Linked DNA regions of Hordeum vulgare: region 2 is linked to region 1. Evidence: chromatin contacts called from public Hi-C data. All regions are on one chromosome and are shown on one strand. Each heading gives the region's core, a stretch centred on a gene start, on an enhancer-like site or on the middle of the called end of the contact. The rest is flanking DNA. Distances are from core to core; before and after follow the strand shown. Region 1 overlaps LOC123401436. Region 2 has its middle 16 kb from the start of LOC123401591.

Region 1 (6,716 bases), core at 631-3,130:
CGCTGACGCCGCGAGGCTGACGCGCTTACGTTGGAACAGGGAAAAAGACCATCCTACCCTTTTTTGTGAAAGAGTATCATTCAATCTAAACCGTTGTTGTGTTCGAGGATTGTACTGAAGAAGAAGTCTATTTTGTTTTGAATGCATTTAAATGTTTATTGATAATATTTCATGTATACATATATTCATAATTCTTATTATATTGTTTATTTTAAGGGTTTGAATTTTGATTTCGCTCCGGGTCCCAAAATCGTAGGACCGCCCCTGATGGGGAGAGCATTTTATGGTGGTAGCTGGTACGGAATAAATTGTTGTGGAAGAATCACGTGGGGCACTCGTTGGATAGCGAGGTCAACATAAGCGGTTGGTCGAAATTGCAGTGCTAGTCACCCGCATAAGGAAAAATGCAGTGATAGAAACCTATTCCATCATTGTTGTTTCATTTTGTGGAGATTAGTAGAGAGTGGAGACACAGTGCACAAAACGTGATCGCCACCAACCGAACCATCCCCGAGACTCCGAGAACCATCGGAAGCCTGTCAGATCCGGGATCATCGTCCCTCAAGTCTGCGAGGCCACCAACCAGGTTGCTCTAGTCTGGTCCGGTCTGCATATACCATGCAAGTTGGGTTTTGCAGCTCATTTTTGTTTCTATTTTTTAACATGATATAATTGAAGTCGTTCATATACATGAATATACATTGATCTTTATAAACGTATATACGTATATCCTATTTCTATGAACATTTTCAAAAGACTGAGCCGAAACATCATATAAAGATTGACGAAGTCGTTACAGACGTCTTTCGACAGAAATGTCTTCTTTTAATAAATGCACATCGTTAAAAGACCTAAAATAAATTGAAAAATGCGGGCATAAATATCAAGTGTATGACTTGAACTCTAATGAACAGGGAATATCATTATTCTCCTAACCAATCAACCATAGTTTGGTTTCACCAACCTTTTTTTATAAAGAATTTCACATTTTAACCTCTAGATATGCATTTGTGACACTAATTACTCCGTTGAATAAAAATTTGTCTAGAATAGCTCTTTTGAAAGCTTTGGATTCTTGTTTCTGATGCGTGTCCATTAGGAAAGATATGAGGTGACATCTGAGGTCCAAAAATATTCGGAAGAGGAGAGGAAATGGAATAGATAAATAAGAAAAGTCTGGACATGATCGTCATTGATGTCCTCTAATTTTCATACTTTTTTTACGAACCATTAACGCAACATGCCGATACTATTTAATGTAAATAAACAAAATGCAAAATCAGGATAAAAGCGTAAAAATCAGAAAATTCTGATATTTCGATAGAAGTTTCACTAAATCGGGTAATGCGTGTCACAAATGTATAACTGCAGGATAAAAGATGGAATTCACTCTTTCTTCACAGAAATAAACCCGACGAATGATTTACACGGTACGTTGGGCTGCCCTGTCCGCACTTGCTTGAAAGTGAGATCTGAACGTTGACTTGCCGCTGGACGGTGTGAACGTTACTGGCCTCCACGCGAAGGTGTTCCACCCATGCGATCGGTCCGGACTCGTTCTGGTCTGGGCTGGGCGTACTCTTGTCCTTGCAGTAGCGTTTCTTCTCGAGACAGTAACTACAGCGCACACAGACAGCACCGTCGCCATCCAGGCGGAGGATCGCACGACAACTACCCCGGCGTGCCGACTCGCTCGCACGATGACGCCTCATGATTGCCCTGGACGCGACGAAAAGAAAGAGAATCGCGGTCCCTCCAGCGTGACCACGCATCAGCACGGAGAGAGAGCATTCACACATTCCCAGCTGTTGGATCACTCTCTCTCTCGCCTGCAGATCCTGTACCGCATGGCACCACGTGGTGCGCGTGTGGTCCTGCTTGGGTCCAGAGCCACTCGTGAGCAGATGCGGATTAGGATTAGCACCGCCCAGTCACCACCACGCCCTCATGTCCATATGTTCCAACCACCGCGTCTCTAGTCCTGACGTGCATGGTTACCATCCCCTGACGCTCCAATTGAGACGGGTAAGATTATACAACAGCTTCCCTCAACAACGACAAAAAAGATTATACAACAGCTTAACTGCTGATGTTTTGTTAATTTTCAAATAAGAAGAAAAAACGGCAACTCACAAGTATAGGAGTAAATAAAGAGCGCAGACCAACGATCGAGACTCAAAATGTCATCTTTATTACACACCGACACAGGTAATACTCTGGAATCGTTGTGATCTGGAACACTTGAGGACTGTAATGAAAAAATTGCTTCATTGAGTTCAAGTCCTAGGAATTAGTGCCATTACAACAACTGAAACTTTCTGGTGCTACTTACACCTGGATCAGGCTCATGCTGAGCTGGAGCAAATTTGTAGCTCAGCATTACATTGTCGGAAATTTTCGGAATCGCCGGTAATACCAGCTACTGGCAAAACTTGGAACTTTGTCGTTTGACTTGATATTTTGCTATTTGTACAGGGTCACTGAGGCTGTATAAATAGGCTCTAGGCGAAAAATGGGGGCTGACTTCCTATCGCTAAATAGGCGGCCTATTGATTTTACAAACAACACTGTTGGGAAGTTGCTACTAGAACATGTCAGTTGCCGAACCCAAACGGCGATTTTGTCCTGCTGCCATCTTCCCCATACTGTTCGTTCCATTTCCTTAACTCGTTCATACTTGTCGCGTTATAAGAAACAGACGGGCTTACCTGCATATGGAATAGCCAATGTAAGAGTAATGCGAAACACAAAACTTGCTAATTTTAGGAAAATTGATGAGCCGACGGTACCTTGGCTTTTGCCTGTATAAAATCATCCAATACAAGGGGTCTTAAGTGAGTGCTGTTGCTACTTGCACGTCCCTACAGAAGACAGTAAACATGCAAGGAATTAAGAGATGCACACAAGTTTTGATGATTGTGAACATGTTTACATCGCGACCACAGTTAAAAGGTCAGCAAAACTACCTTCTTTTCTTCTTCTAGAAGTTCCTGAACTGGCCTGTATGCTGAAGCTATGCATAGGTTCTGCACATTAAACATTTGAATGATTGCACACAAACAAGAACAAAAACAGCACGGTTTCACTTTCATTCAACTACAGGGAAGAAGGTAACGAATGCTCTTGTTTAATACCTTCAGATCACTTCCTGAATAACCTTCTGTCGCATTAGCAAGTTCATCGAATTTAAAATCAGATTCTATGTTTTCTTTAGCAAGTAAAATCTTGAGAATTTTATTTCGGTTTTCTGCATCTGGAAGGCCAACATATATCCTGTACATGATGAAACAGGTGAACACCTTGCTATATCAGTATAGCTTGAATGAAAGCAAAGAGCACAAGCGCGTATATTACCGTCTAGGTAAACGCCGTATAACAGCATCGTCTAAATCAAATGGACGATTCGTAGCACCAAGAATAAGGATACGTTGGTTCTCTTTGGACCTTAGACCATCCCAAGCTGCCATAAATTCATTCCGCATCTTCCTTGTTGCTTCATGCTCAAGTGCACCCCCTCTGGCGCCAAGTAAGCTGTCAACCTGTCATATCAGATGAAATTGCATCATACCAAGAGATTGCTCATAACCAAGGTAATGGTAACCATTTTCCTATTGAAGTGAACATACCTCGTCTACAAATATGATGACAGGGGCTAGACGGCTAGCAAAAGAGAAAAGGGCCTTCGTCAACTTCTCAGCATCTCCGAACCACTGTAAGAAGAAATAAGAGCAGTGAGATTTTTGCTGAGAAATAAGCTTGTAGCTGTATGGGATAGTGCAGGTGTATGATCCCATCTTCCAAGAGATCATACAAATCCTTTGTTTGTTCACTGTTGCAAGAGCATAGAAGGTCCAAATATCAAAATTTAGCACCTTCTGGAACAGAACAAAACATTATCATGAGTTCCATTACATCCACCTATCATGAAATTATTCATATCATACATCCAACCAAACACAAGGATGTGCTCTCATCCTGCATCATCGGCTCATCGCATGTTCCAAACACACAGTACAAAGTGAACATAATAGTGTGAACCCTTCAGCATGGTCCAGATTCACAAACAGAAACTTCATGCACTTGATGACCCATCAAATCAGTAGGTTCCCTCATTTCATGTAAGAGAACATGCAACTTTTCAACAAGCAGTACAAAAGAAATACCTCAGCCAGTTAAGTAACATAGTTTACAAGAAAAGTTAACCAGATAAGTGTGTTTTCAATTATTGTCCTTCAAATCTCTCTACAAATTCCTCCCATGTCAAGTTCGGTCTACCGCGACCTCTTCTGACATTATCAGCACGCTTTAGCCATCTGCTATGCACTGGAGCTTCTAGAGGCCTGTGCTGAATATGCCCAAACCATCTCAGACGATGTTGGACAAGCTTCTCATCTGTAGTCAGGTCTTATCTATATACAAAAAAAATTGCTGTCATGGTTCATACCCAGTTTTCCACTCCCATTCGTGTTTTTCGCGTCGATTCAGCTGGTGAGTACATCTCCCATGCGCTGCAAGGGTTCCTTGCTAAGCAAGGTACTCTTCCTCAATTCTCTTGCCCTGGTGCTCAACTCAGAATGGTGTGGCTGAGTGCAAGCATCGTCACCTTCTTGAGACAGGGTGTGCCATAATGATCGTGGCCTCTCTTCCGCCTCACTTCTGAGCTGAGGCCGTTACCACTTCCACGTATCTCATCAACATTCAGCCATCTGCTGCTCTACATGGTGGTATTCCTCTCGAGTGTCTTTTCTGGTCGTTCTCCTGATTATTCGGCACTTCATTTGTTTGGTTGCGTTTGGTGTGTTTTGCTTGCCCCTCGTGAATGCACCAAACTGACCGCTCAGTCTGTTGAGTGTATCTTTCTCAGATATAGTGATGAGCACAAGGGCTATCGGTGTTGGGATCCTATTGGTCGTCGGATGCGTATTTCCTGGGATGTGACCTTTGATGAGTCTCGTCCTTTCTACCCGCGTCCATCCTCCTCGGCCTTTTCCGTGGAGGACATCTTTTTTCTTACATTTCCGGATACACCTCCCCCTGTGCCCAGTATTCCTACTCCTCGTCCTGCCGTTGTTGATCTGACACCGCCCTCTCCTACGGTTTCTTCTCCTCCCTAATCCCATGACTCTCCACCTTCATCACCGATATCTTCCCCTTCTCCACCTTCATCACCGATACATTCCCCGTCTCCACCTTCATCACCAATACATTCCCCGTCTCCACCTCCAATGATTCCACCTCTTCCCTCTTTCCTTTTCATTATACTCGTCGTTCACGTATTGTGGATGTGTCTACTGATTTGCCCTCTGCTTCTGGTGTATCGTCCTCCTATGGCAGAGGAGCTTGCTGCCCTTGAGCGCACCGGCAGGTGGGATATGGTTTTCTCTTCCTCCCGGTGTTCATTCCATCACTTGTAAGTGGGTTTGTAAGATCAAGACTCGCTCTGATGGTTCTCTTGAGCGTTATGAAGCTCGTCTTGTGGCTCGTGACTTTCAACGGGAGCATGGTCATGATTACGACGAGACTTTTGCTCATGTGGCCCATATGACCACTGTCCGCACACTCCTTGTCGTGGCCTCTGTTCGCCATTGGTCTGTGTCTCAGCTTGATGTGAAGAATGCCTTTCTAAATGGTGAGTTGCGTGAGGAGGTTTATATGCAACCACCACCTGGGTATTCTGTTCCTGATGGCATGGTTTGTCGTCTTCGTAGCTCTCTCTATGGCCTTAAGCAAGCCTCCCGTGCCTGGTTTGAGCGCTTCGTCTAGTGCTCATGATCCAACGTTGTTTGTCCACCTTTCTGATCGTGGTAGGACTCTTCTTCTTCTATATGTTGATGACATGATCATCACTGGCGACGATTCTGAGTATATTGCTTTTGTTAAGGCCCGTCTTAGTGAGCAGTTCCTTATGTCTGATCTTGGTCCTCTTCGTTACTTTCTTGGGATTGAGGTTTCCTTCATCTCTGGTGGCATTTTTATTTCCCAAGAAAAGTATATCCAGAATCTTCTTGCTCGTGCGGCTCTTAGTGATGGACGCACCGTTGAGACTCCTATGGAGCTCAATGTTCACCTTCGCGCTTCTGATGGTGAGCCCTTGTCAGATCCGACACGTTATCTTCATCTTGTTGGGAGTCTTGTTTATCTTGTTGTCACTCGTCCAGATATCTCATTCCATGTCCATATTCTGAGTCAGTTTGTTTCTGCTCCCACTTCGGTTCACTATAGTCATCTTCTTCGTGTTCTATGATATCTTCGTGGCACGATCTCTCATCGTCTCTTTTTCCCCGTTCCAGCTCCTTACAACTCCAGGCCTATTTGAATGCTATATGGGCTGGTGATCCTTCAGATCGCCGCCCACTTTCTGCCTACTGTGTTTTTCTTGGTGGTTCTCTCATTGCCTGGAAGACGAGGAAACAGACTGCACTTCCTGGTTCGAGTATAGAGGCCAAGTTGCGAGCTATGGCACTTCTGACAGCAGAGGTGACTTGGTTACGATGGTTACTGAAGGATTTTGATGTTTCTGTTACTACACCTACCACCCTCTTGTCAGACAGTAAGTACGGATGCAATCGGTATTGCGCGGGACCCCGTGAAGCATGAGCTTACCAAGCATATTGGTGTTGATGTTTTTTTGTGTGCGCTGTTGTGCAGGATCATGTTATTGCTCTTCAGTATGTGCCTTCCGAGTTACAGCTAGCAGACTCCTTTACGAAGGCCCA
Region 2 (7,201 bases), core at 2,556-5,055, 720 kb after region 1:
GCAAGGCTTGTGTGTGATGTTGTATTACCGAGTGGGCCCCGAGATACCTCTCCGTCACACGGAGTGACAAATCCCAGTCTTGATCCATACTAACTCAACTAACACCTTCGGAGATACCTGTAGAGCATCTTTATAGTCACCCAGTTACGTTGCGACGTTTGATACACACAAAGCATTCCTCCGGTGTCAGTGAGTTATATGATCTCATGGTCATAGGAATAAATACTTGACACGTAGAAAACAGTAGCACCAAAATGACACGATCAACATGCTACGTCCATTAGTTTGGGTCTAGTCCATCACGTGATTCTCCTAATGACGCGATCCAGTTATCAAGCAACAACACCTTGTTCATAATCAGAAGACACTGACTATCATCGATCAACTGGCTAGCCAACTAGAGGCATGCTAGGGACGGTGTTTTGTCTATGTATCCACACATGTAAATGAGTCTTCATTCAATACAATTATAGCATGGATAATAAACTATTATCTTGATACAGGAATTATAATAATAACTATACATTTATTATTGCCTCTAGGGCATAATTCCAACAGCATGTCCATATACGGTTGTTCCACTTTGATCTATAACTAGTCATGTCGACCCAGTTTCTTTGACATATGGATGCTAGCAGCATAATCATATACGTGAGCCAAAAGGTGCAAATGGCACCGACCAAGGTAAGGTGGAGGCATACATTGTGTGCCGTGTGTGAGGCCGCAAAAAATCATATGATGTGTTACTTGCTAGATCTATGTGGCTTAGGATCAGGGTCCCGACAATCGCAATGACTATTCAGTGCGGTCAATTTAATAAGAAATACAACTTCCGAGGAGATTACGATCCTCGGGTTGGCCGGTCGCACCAACCTGAGTCTCGGGGGCTACTGCACACCATGTTTCTGTTCTTGTATGCTGCTCCAGCAAGGACTTGATATTGAGGTCGATTTCACGAATCGGCATGAGTCTCACGGGCTACTGGGATTAACAATATTATTCTATCCTTTAGATGCATACTAGATTGTAGGATAGCACACACCTTGAGGGCTACTGCTATACATCTCGGCATTTGCAAAAATGCACAAGATGTCTAGACTAGTTCCTGAGATGATACGATACTAGGGTCTAACATGTTGCCCAACCTAAGTCTCGGGGGCTACTCCATTGATGATTCAACGCAGTAAATTTAAAAAAGAAATACGAGTTGCGAGGAGATTACGATCCTCGGGTTGGTCGGTCGCACCCAACCTAAGTCTCGGGGGCTACTGCACATCGCATTTCTGTTCCTAAAGTATGATGTCGAGCAAGGACTTGATCCTCAGGATGATTTCACCAATCGACCTGAGTCTGAGGGGCTACTGGAATCAATGGTTTTATTCTATCCTTCAGGTGCATACTGTACTTTAGGCTGACACACACATTGAGGTCTACTGGTTATACATCTTGGCACGGAATAGATTTCACTGATAAAAAATCCACAAAATATCACCCCAAGACCAAGGTGGTTTACCACCTCAAAACTAGCCTCAGAGCTCAGCTGTGACTCGTTGGCTGCATAGGAGAATTTTACGGTGTGAAGATCTGCTAAAGTCTTTCAAGTTTTTCAAGATTGAGGTGATATTTTACACCTCGAATGTTGTTTGGCATTGGAGTTCGGCTGCAACAAGACCCCTAGGATGTAATCTGACCTTGGATCTCGGATGCAAGAGGACACCGTCGCACGGGAAATACATTGAATCCGAGGTGTGGCGTAAAAATAACAAGGTATTGATAAAGGTCAGAACTTAAAGGGGCTCCTTGAATGCACGACGACTGTACTCTTCGGATACACCTCGACAATATTCGAGATTGGAAATGAGAATATTTGTTGAACCAACCTTCAAGACCGGCGACAAAGACGAGGAACAGTTCAGAAGAACCGAGGAGTGTCCCCAACTCGAAGACCGGTTCAGGGGCTACTGGTGGAGTCCTCGACTAGGGGTACTCACCATGTCATCTCTCGACCAGGTGGGTTGGGCTGAGGACCCTCATGGCGATTCACTAATGGGCCATTTTGGGCAGCCCATGACGCATACAACGAAGATCCACACAACTTGGCATACAAGATGATGACTCTTCTAAACCCTAGGCCTCCGATGCATTATATAAAATGAGGCCATGCTAGTCAATAGATGATTACAAGTTAAATCAACAATCTTGTGGTAGATACTTGTACTCTATACTATACCCCTTATCAATATAATCAAAAGCATGACGTAGGGTATTATCTCTTCGAGAGAGCCCGGACCTAGGTCAAATCATGTGTCCATGTTACCATCGTCCCAAGACGCTAGCTTAGGACCCCTACCTCAAGATATGCCATATTTAGCACCAACACCAACGATGTGGTGACCATGGGAAGTGGATCCCTTTGGTGAATGGTTTGGCCAAGACTAGCGTCAACGCCGAGAGCACAAGAAAGGGAGCAACGAGTGTAGTTTGTTGAGATGCTTTTGGGATATTTTTGGAGACGCCTTCTATTGTGGTGGAAAGATTTTTTGATCCGCCTCTCTAGACTCTGGAATCTCTAGCATCCAGCAAAGCTTCGTCACTTGATTCGATCTTAGTGTGTGCCGCATTCAGGTGGCCACAAATTTCTTAGAGGTGGTGAAGAACATTAGAGAAGATAACCCTAGTGCTTATCTTGTCCTTATAAATGAGGTCATCGCCCAGCAACGAATGTTGGAGAGCGCTTTCTTATCGCGTGAGAAAAGGTCTTCCAACTTTGAAGCTCACAACCTAGTTAAAGGTGAAGTTTCTTTGGGGCGCCACGTTTGGTTCAGCTTCCCACAATATATTATTCACAATGTATTACTATAATAAATGAGAACAACATATAATAAATTGCGCGGCGATTCTAAAAAACTATTTGGACTTTAGAAACAAAGTGAAGTCCACTCAAAAAAAGAAAAGAATAAAAACAAGGTCAACTAACACAAAGTACTCCAATTCTCCGACCTACGTAATACGGCGCATGAGCAATCACACACCCATTGTTGGAAGTTGTGCATCAGATAGGGACCCCGATGCACAGCAGCTCCCAACTGGGCTGGCCCATCTAGCGACGTGGTACTATAGTGGTTTGTTACTATACACACTCAACATTGTAGCCGTTTGTTTTTTTACTGTTGTTTTCCTTTGTTTCTCAAAAAAATACTTCGGTAGTATTGAACACTTTTGAAAATGTCGACAACTTTTTAAACATGAACGTTCTTTGATAAATCAAAAACTATTTGAAAACTCAAACATTTTAAGAAAATGATAACAAATCAAAGTTTTTTTGAAAATAAGTCAATTTTTGTTTAAATTCCCCATAATGTTTGGAAAATGTGAGCATTTAAAAAAAACATAAACATGTTATTGTCAGCAGTTTTCTAAATCCAAACATTTGAAAGAAAAAATAATATTTTGATTTTTTAACACTTTTTCAAAATTGTGACTAATTTTGGAAACTCTATGTTTACTAATAAGACAATAGTTTTTCAAATTCTGACTGATTTTATAAATCCATGGGCATTTTTTGAAAATTTGTACTTTTGAGAAAATAAAAAGAAATAGAAAAAAGTAACAAAGCATGAAAAAAAACTATAAAGAAAGAACCAAAAACTAAAAATGGTTAATGAACCTTCTAGAAAGGTACCCAAGACCGGTAAACACTACAAGGATCCCAAAGATGGGTTTGGGTATGAACACCTTACACGGCCGGACCAGCTAGATCACTCGCTCAACAACTCTGCGCGAAGCGTCGACATTACGACCATTGAGCGTTGAATAGTATTAGCAGCCATTATCACCCGCGCTAACTGTGCTGGCCCATATAGGGGCTGCAAGCACTGAGCTTCCCTGGTATTTCTTAATCGGGTTTCTTAAATCGGCTACAGAAAATCACCTACAACATACTTTTTCAAAGTTAATTGGCCACTTCCTATTAAAAGAAGGCCGGTTTATTTTTATAAGCGATTGACTTCAGGTAAGATTAGTTATCATATTTTCTCTTTAATTTATGAATTGATATTACTTATTATTATTATTTTTATAAACATAACAAATCTAGTTCTGAGTATATTTTTTGAAAATTATTTGTGAGTTTGTTTATTTTAAAAAAAAGTACGCAATTTAAATTTTTCTTTCAATTTACAAATACGTTCATGAATTCGAAAATTATAAAAATATCAAAAAATCTTCATGTATTTAAAAAATGCTACCATATATTCAAAAAATCGATGTGACAAATGTCTCTCAATTTCAAAATATGTTCATGAATTTGTTAAATGTTTTCAAATTTTAAAACAAATCACGAATGTGAAACATTTACGAATTTCCAAACTGATAAATTGGGTAAATAAGTTCAAAAAGAAAGAACACGAAAGAAAAATGGTAGAAAAAGAAACGGAGAAAATACCGGTGGGAGAAAATACATAGGAGAAGCCCATGAATGAGTTGGCTCATAGCCTCACTTGCATTCCCCAGAAGGTGCGTGTTATAATTATGTAAAATAATCTTCCGTGTATGTAACACCTTTTTTTGCCATGTCTAAGATTTTGCATGCAAAAAGGACTAGTTTAACGCCCATGCGTTGCCACGGTTTAACAAACAATCATTGTAATTCAAAACATGGCACATGTGGCTTATGGGTGCACATGTGGCTTATGAATGTGTTGTGACAAATATCATCTTCTATTTAATAATATAACAAAATCCATGTGACTCGTATTCAAGTCCACCTTCACAGAATTGCTTTGTGCTCCACAATGAAGAAAACCATAGGGCCTCTTTTCCACCCAACTTTGACATATTTTTTCTCCATCCATCTTGGATAAAAAATATTACTCTCCATACTAATTTACATGGCATGTGAGCATTCAAAATACAACTTCGGCCATCAATTTCACCACTTAAACATGCATTATGTTAGAGAAAAAATTGCCAAATTCGTTTTCAAGAAATGTTTCCAATGGTATAATTGTATGTCACATAGCACATATATTACTGAATAAGTTAGTAGCAAGGGTGTACAACTTTTTACGAAATTCAGATTTGTGAAGACATGTTCTCTCCCTCCTTGCAACCCGTCTTAGCTTTGCTAAGAGTTTCGGTGTTGTAATTGCCATGCAATAAAGATTTTCTCGGTATGTATAAGAAGGCGACAATAATCTATATATATCTCTACTATTAAAGCAGGATGTGCCGTCGTGATGGTTCAACCTCGCTCATAGTTCGACCACCTCCTCCCACCCCCATCGTCCCACTGATTTCTTTCAATACCCTCCAAAAACCAACGGCAATTAAACAGGTTCGACTATCCTCCCACCCCTCGATCGTACAGTAAAAAAAACCCAATCCATCCCGCACGCGCGAGCACGATTTGGTCAACCTCCTTCGATAACTCTCCTCGATCCTGATCCCTCCATCTCGTGACGCACCCACGATCTTCACTATCTTCTGCCCACGATCTTCCATCGAGGAGGAAGTAACCAGAATCGAGGCGGAAGGGATTGGCGGAGGGATGCGCGGGCGCGGGCGCAGATCTCGCGGCCCGGCGGATCACCTTGTCCTGCGCGCAGGCTTTGGCGGCGGCGGCGGCGTCGGTGGCCTCGTCGTGCTCGCCCGAGGACGATGAGCGGGGTGTCCGGGCTGGCGACGCCCTCGCTCCTGCCGCTATCATCATCGGTCGCCGCAGCGGGCTTCTCAGCTGGCGGGGCCGCGGGGGTCCTCCGCGGCCGGCGCTGCCCACGATCTTCCATAGAGGAGCAAGAAATTGGAATCGAGGCGGAAGGGATTGGCGGAGGGATGCGCGGGCGTGGGCGTAGATCTCGCGGCCCGACGGCTCACCTTGTCCTGCACGCAGGCTTTGGCGGCGGCGGCCTCGGTGGCCTCGTCGTGCTCGCCGTCCTCGAGGAAGGCGAGCGGGGTGTCCGGGCTGGCGACGCCCTCGCTCCTGCCGCTATCATCATCGGCCGCCGCGACGGGCTTCTCCCTCACTCTGTCTCTCTCGGCGAAGCCAACCAAAAAATTTACCCTCTCCAATGGCGTTGGCATGCTCCCCCGAACCCCCGCTCATGGCAAGCGTGTGACTGATCGATTCCGTGCAACCTCCATTCCACGGCATTGGTGCGGTGTTGCGTCCCCACCTCCCTCACTATGTCTCTCTCGTGTTGTTTATTCTTGCGCCCCGAGACGGCAGGACGAGGAGGAATAGGAAAGCGCAGCCCAACTCCCAACGCTTTCTCCTCCCGGCCAGCGCTGGCCAGTTCGTGGGCGATCCCCAGAGCCTGAGTCGTTGACGGCCCGGTTTGTCTTCGGTCTTCTCCCGGGGCTTCTTCTCCTCCAGGTACGGGGAACTTTTCTCCTTTCTTGATTCCATTTCTTGTTCTTGTTGTTACCTGGCTGGATTGGTTCTTCAGTTGATTCTTTCTCGTCCATGCTCTGATGATGATATTGAACCACTCGTGCTCACCATGTTCCCCTGGAGATTGGTAAATCCTATGCTTGTATCTGAAACTCTGAAACCATCCACCTGAAATCCATCAGGCTCTGTTCATCTGAACCCCCCTGCAATATTATTGTACTGTAACTCCGCAAGACTGCAAGTATTATGAATATTATTATGAATGTGTTCATCTTTTTAGACGGAAATGAACATGCCTAGCATCAGCAGTACAGATTTAGGGACTCCCAAATCTTTATGCTTGATAGCAATTTGCTTGGAGCATGCAACTTTGCACCTGACAATTTTGTGTGTCTACACTTCCTGATAGACGAAAGGTATTCCCAAGGGCAGTTTCAGTTTTATTTAGACATGCACATTATCTTGCAGTGTTGTTTGTAAATTATTTTCCAGGTTTGTCCGTCACCCCGTCCGGCGCTCATCTCCGTTACCGTCGCTGGGGTCAACTAGCATGTATGGTAACACATATACGATGAAGACTGATGTGTATTTGTTCCTCCATCAGTTACTTTAGAAGTTAATCCTGTAGTTTAAAAACATATGTAATCCTTTTTTGGCCTCTTCTTCATACGAATTTGCTACAAGCTATTGGTTTTCACACATATATCCATGGGCAGTTTTAGGTGATGAACAATATATATAATAACGTGAGAACAATATAGGAGGAAAGAACATGTATAATAAAAAAAATCCGTCTTAGCAAAATTTGTC

Evidence for each region. A called contact is a pair of places that touch in the nucleus more often than the background predicts.
Region 2: a contact with region 1 is called in a Hi-C map of leaf, with 3 times the contacts expected there. The contact joins two enhancer-like sites. A contact is called at or near these places in 2 of 6 Hi-C or Micro-C datasets (both in leaf).

What each region holds. Positions count from the first base shown.
Region 1 is chr6H:503,061,456-503,068,171 of MorexV3_pseudomolecules_assembly, forward strand. LOC123401436 reads right to left here. Exons shown (of 23, transcript XM_045095252.1): 18 at 3,627-3,710; 19 at 3,355-3,539; 20 at 3,135-3,273; 21 at 2,967-3,026; 22 at 2,790-2,861; 23 at 2,171-2,708. The coding sequence ends at 2,595. Among protein-coding and RNA genes, the nearest start is that of LOC123401436, 12 kb to the right of the region's middle. Within about 2 kb of position 1,881, at least 3 of the 3 cell types and tissues checked have open chromatin away from gene starts, as enhancers often do. A contact at or near this core is called in leaf, where this site is marked.
Region 2 is chr6H:503,778,411-503,785,611 of MorexV3_pseudomolecules_assembly, forward strand. No RefSeq gene overlaps it. Among protein-coding and RNA genes, the nearest start is that of LOC123401591, 16 kb to the right of the region's middle. Within about 2 kb of position 3,806, at least 2 of the 3 cell types and tissues checked have open chromatin away from gene starts, as enhancers often do. A contact at or near this core is called in leaf, where this site is marked.